2 separate regions of the Anser cygnoides genome follow, and region 2 is linked to region 1. The links are chromatin contacts, called in public Hi-C maps. All regions are on one chromosome and are shown on one strand. Each heading gives the region's core, a stretch centred on a gene start, on an enhancer-like site or on the middle of the called end of the contact. The rest is flanking DNA. Distances are from core to core; before and after follow the strand shown. Region 1 holds the start of COMTD1 (catechol-O-methyltransferase domain containing 1). Region 2 overlaps ADK (adenosine kinase).

What was found. A called contact is a pair of places that touch in the nucleus more often than the background predicts.
Region 2: a contact with region 1 is called in a Hi-C map of granulosa cells, with 3 times the contacts expected there. The contact joins the enhancer-like site here to the promoter of COMTD1 in region 1. A contact is called at or near these places in 2 of 7 Hi-C or Micro-C datasets (granulosa cells and liver).

What each region holds. Positions count from the first base shown.
Region 1 is chr7:36,657,374-36,660,073 of Taihu_goose_T2T_genome, reverse strand. COMTD1 (catechol-O-methyltransferase domain containing 1) reads right to left here and starts at 1,326. Exons shown (of 7, transcript XM_048059991.2): 1 at 1,063-1,326; 2 at 148-281. The coding sequence starts at 1,144.
Region 2 is chr7:37,214,284-37,217,008 of Taihu_goose_T2T_genome, reverse strand. All of the region lies in intron 3 of ADK (adenosine kinase), which reads left to right. Among named protein-coding and RNA genes, the nearest start is that of ADK, 48 kb to the left of the region's middle. Within about 2 kb of position 1,443, at least 2 of the 3 cell types and tissues checked have open chromatin away from gene starts, as enhancers often do.

The DNA of each region.
Region 1 (2,700 bases), core at 77-2,576:
GGAATGTAAGCAATATAAAGGAATATAAGGATTATAAGCAATATAATCAGGAGTCTAGCAATTTGGGACCAGACATGGATGAGACCAAAAGGGCCTAGTGGAACAGTAACTAAACAGAAAACGTAGGGTGGGAGATAAAATACTGACCAGTCGCAGCTTCTTTAGAATTGGGTGTTCCCGCAAAGAGTGATCCAGTATGTATTGCCACAGAGGACTGCTTTTTCCAATAATACTCCTGGGTGATTTGGGTATCCCAAAAACTAAGGATGGGTATCTTTTACCTGCAAAAAATAAGGGACAACTTTAAGCTCCGCTGATGAAATTTTGCGATTCTCAATTATAGGCTGCTTAAATAAATAAAATACATAAAAAGAAATTATAGGTTGCTTAAAGTACCTTTTGGTACTACTAAAACTTAAAGGGCTCTTTGCTCTGAAAGATCCAGTGAATAATGATGATGCAAAGTAGCTGGACAGCTCAGTGGACTATATATATATATTTTTTTTAACCTCTAAACTGCATAGCTGAAGTCTGCAAAAACTGAAAGTGAAAGGCTGGGGTACTGTGATGTTCCTTAGATGATGTGAAGGTTCCCGTTGTATTCTTGCAGGATAAGTAACTGCATCAAAACTCATGGCTGAACGAGGCCTGAGGCTGCGAATGGCGGTTGTGCAGCACACTGATGCCTTTCCTTACCCTGGGGACCTCGCTGTGGAGATGACAGCAGCTGGTGCCCTTTAGGGCCATCGGCAGAGGGATCGCCCCGGGGCAGCGGGCGGCTCCCAGCCGAGGCACCCAGCGCTGCTCCGTGCCTCGTTCGGGTGAGGGGGGCAGCGCTGGAAGCTACCTCTGCAGACATAACCCTGAAGGGTCAAATACAAACCTGATCCCGGCTTTGACGTCCGCGGCTCCTTCTCCCCAACAGTTCAACAAAATAAAACCAAACCAAGCCCCAGCCCGCCACCCCCTGCCAGCAGCCTGCCGTTAAAGCGCGTCGCTCCCCGGCAGCGGCTGCTGCGCGGCCATGTCCTGCCCGCGGGTGCTGGCGGGGTCGCCACTTACCTGCCAGCAGCCCCGTGGCGAAGGCGACCCCCAGCATGGCCGTCCCCACGGCCACCTCCTTGGGCACGCTGAAGAGCGGCATCGCGGAGCGGCGGCGGCGGCTAGCGGCGCGGCCTGGGCTGTCACAGGCACAGAGGGGCACGGGGCGGGGCGGAGCTGCCCGCCATGTGGTGGGGCCGGGCCTCCTCCTGCTGCTGCTGCTCCTCCTCCTGCTGCTCCTCCTCCTGCTGCTGCTGCTCCTCCTCCTGCTGCTGCTGCTCCTCCTCCTGTTGCTCCTGCTCCTCCTCCTGCCCGCCGGGCGGCGGCTGCCCACGCTACCGGCGTGGGGATCTTTGCGTACTTTACGCCATCTGCGCAGCGAGGGTGGGAACGGTGAGGGAGGCCGCGTCCACCCCGTGAGGGCGCTGGGCGGCTGAGAGGAGGGAGCTGTGCCCTCGCTTCCTCTGAGCCTGGCTCGGCTGCCGTCTTCGTGTTAAAGCATGCCTGAGCTGGTGGTGGGCTGTGGTGGAGGAGCTCCTAGCAGTCATGTCCTCGCTGGGGCTGCCCCCGGCCCTGGAGGTGTGCCTTCACCTTCTCCGGCATCGGTGGACTCGCAGCTGAGGTGTGAGCAGGTTCCCGGTCACAAAGCACGTTAGGTTGTGGGGCTTGAACCCTGTGCCCAAAAGACCTGATGGTTCCCGGTGAAAAGGACCGAGCCAAGGTGTGGGGAAAGAGAGAAAACGGCCCCTGTTTTCCCCTGCTGTCACTTCAGCTCCTACTGCTGCCTTGGTTGTTCAAACATCTCCCTCCTGCCCTGGTCACTGTCTGAGGAAATTGACCAACGGTGACTGTGCTATCTCGTTTTCTTAGAAATCAGGGTAAAAAGTGTTTCTGTGTGTTTGTTTCATTACAGAATTCATAGATATATGCTGAAAGGACCCTGCAGGGCCATTTGGAGGAGGGAGTTGGTTGTCATTTTGTGAAGTCTTGGCAGTGCCTTGATTTTGCAAAACCCCAGCAAGATGCAAAGGTCTGTTATTCTGTTGCTCTAGGTGAAAAGAAATTGACGACCTTGGACACAGACCAGAACTATGCGGGCATGGAGCTGGCTGCAAATTGGCATCTGCAGATGTAGGATGAAAGCAGGTACAGCTTCCCTTTTGGCACATAGTTAATCTCTATAAAGCCAGATGAACTGTGCATCAGTTGGTTAGGACGATAACTTTTCAACTGTGTTCCTAAACTAGCAAAACTGTCTAGTGTCAATGCATTTAGCTGAAAAGGATTCTCTTTAAGTACATCTTAAGTGCAGGATTAAGTATATCAGCCAAGGCAGAAGCTGTATTTATGGGACATGGTTTTGCCTATCACTGCATTTTTACTGTGTGCTAGACCTTATTTACAAAGGCTTGAGCGCAGAGCTCTTGTATTTCTCTTGCAGCAGCTAATCATGTCAAGCACTAAGGAGTCTGCTGTGCTTTCTGACTTGCAGAACAAAGCGAGAAATCTGATCTGTCTTGGCAGATAAAATATTTCTCAGTTCACTTTTGAAATGTATTTGATTTTGAAGGCTGTGAATGTTGTTGGTTTCTTTTTTTTTTTTCCTTCAGTATCTCATCATTTTCTCTGTGTACATTTTGCTTTTGTAAATGAAAGCAT
Region 2 (2,725 bases), core at 194-2,693, 560 kb before region 1:
ACTTGTTCAGATAACAGACTCTCTGAAGTTCTTTGAATATGTTATATAGACCGCCAACAAAATAGCGGTGCATGTTTAATTCCCAGAAGTGTTTCTTTGACTCACAATTCTAATGTGGCTTTGGGGAGTTCAGAATTGCTTTTTAGGAATGGCTGCAAATTTATGGTGTTCTGGGGGGAGTGAATTGTTCTTCATTGCCTCCTGGTAAGCCGGAGACCATGAGTTGAAGGCAGTGTGTTATCATCATTTTCAAACTGGAGTGATCAAAGGTGTACATCATTTATTTATGATGACCAATTCTTTGTACTTACAAGTAGGCTTTATGTCTGATCTTTCCTGTTATGAGCAATAATGTTACAAAATCTGGCTGTTTGGTTACTTTACAAAAGTTTTCCTTTGCACCAAATCTTCTCTAAGTACATGAAGTGGTGGAGAGCTTAGTTCAGTAAGCTAAACAGTGGAGAAAAAACAGCAAAGAGGGAGTTGGATAAATTGCAGAACAAGGCGGGCTTGCAGGATGAAACACAGAACTAATGCCTATAAGTAAACAGTGCAGAAAGAAGAGTGGAGAGGGAGTTGGATAGATTACTGGATGGATAGGGGTGGGATGGGAAAAAAACGAAAAGGGTTTTCAACTGAGAAGACAAAACAGTATAGGACTGGCAGGAAAAATCCATGTGCAAAGAGTGTGATTCTGTATTTGCTAGAGTGAGGTTCTGTGCACCTCTCCACCCCTATAGGCAATAATGCAGGCCAGGCAGAATAGCCTGCTGTGGGAGGAAAATACGGAGACCTGAGCTGTTTGTTTTTTTTAGTATGATGGAAAATATCACTTAGAGTTGACTGTCTGATCTAATCAGGACATCTAGGAGACTTAGCAGTGTAAGTATGTATGCCCAGTATGGATATGTGGCTTTACATTTGTAAGGAGATGAGTGTGTTTTGGTGTAAAGCTGATTTTTCTTACTGATCATGAATAACTTTGCAGATCTGCCGGGAAATATCTCATCTACTTATCTACATACTTACACAGCTCAGTAATCATTGTATATGGGAGTCTCAGACATTTTAAATCGATTTGTTCTCGCAGCTTTCTGTTAGATCAGATTGTAATTTTATGGATTTGTGGCCAAAGCAAACAGGGAACGTAGCTGGCTGCAAATTGCATGGGAAACTTGCTGCAAAATCAGAAGCTGCATGCCTTGACCATGGAGCCATCTGCTTATTCTGAGCAGGGTCTCCTGCCCTAATACTGTGCTGGCTGTATGATCAGATGACCTTGCTTTACAAGCGGCGGAAACAGAAACTGACACAGACTGCTGCTCCTGTCCCCAGCCCAGTGATTGCAGATGGAGTGCAGCTGCTGCGAGGGATCCAGCCCTACCTTCTGGTCACATGAGTCAGCTGGTGCAGTTGCAGCTGCAGATGCCAGTGTCTCTGCTGAGCAGCTGAAACCAATAGATATTATTCAAGCTGGTGCAGGAGCATGTGGGAGGTGGCGGAGATGAACTCCCTGTGCCAGTTCAGCATCTTTGGCACCCTGCCCCTGCATCCTGGCCTGGCCGTGTCTCTCACTGATGTAGCTGGCTCTGGCTGGGAGGGGGGAAACAACAGAGCTCTTAAGGAACAGCAGCACAGACCACAGGAATACAAGGATATTACTTCATTTCAGTTGTTAATTCCTCAGGTAGAAGCTAACAAAACTGAATAGACACATTCTCCTATCCTGCTTGTTCTAGATTTATTATGGATGTAGGATGTGTGCAGGTCTCACACTGGCCTATCAAAGATAGGATCATAGTCTTCCACTTTTTTGGAAAAACTACTTTGGGAAATTAAGTATTAGTGCAGAAATGTGTTGAGTGCTGTAAATTGAAAGTGAGTATTTAAACGAGAGTATTAGCTACTGTAGTTGCCTGTCCTTTTAAACTGTAGTGACAAGTTACTTTATAATTTTGGTGAAAGCTGAGATGGGCTATGATCATTTGCTTCTGAATTCACTTATCACCTACTTGAAAAAAAGTTATTTATCTTAAGCTAATGTTACTAGTGTTCAGCAACAGTGAAACGTCTGTATGCAACAGTGAATAAGCCCACCGTTCACCTCTGTTGACAGAATTCTGCATGGATTTCTGATTTCTAAACAAAACTAATGGTGTTGGACTGTAATCCTAGCTGCAGCTATGGGAATATTCTGAAATAGCTTTCTTAAAGCTTTCTAGCACGTTAAATATTGAACTTCACAATGAAGACAAAGTCATGCCATCCTAGTTGTCCAAATGCACTTGTGAATGGTTGGTATAATTTATGGGAGCCTTTCCTAAATTGGAAGGTTGCGCCTGTGTCAGTGGTTGGACACTGAACTTCTAAATAGTATGACTTTAATTATTGTTTTTTCTCTATGCTGAGAAAAACACTCTGCAAACATCTTTAAAACCAGTTATTTCTTTCCCTATTCCTGGCATATTGGTTATTGTAGATGACAATTCCTGTACAGCAGCCTTTTTTTCATTTTATTTTTGTTAATGAGATTTTTTTTGGCTCTGCCACAGCTGCTTACCATGAGGTCACCACTTCGGTACTTGAAAATCTGAAATAATCACTTTTCTAAGGAAATGGGATATAACCAAATGGGTAGGAGGGAGAAACTGAACTGAAAGACGGGAATAAGAAGAAAAAAAAAAAAAAAGAGGAACAGGCCTATAATATACAGAGAACAGATTTT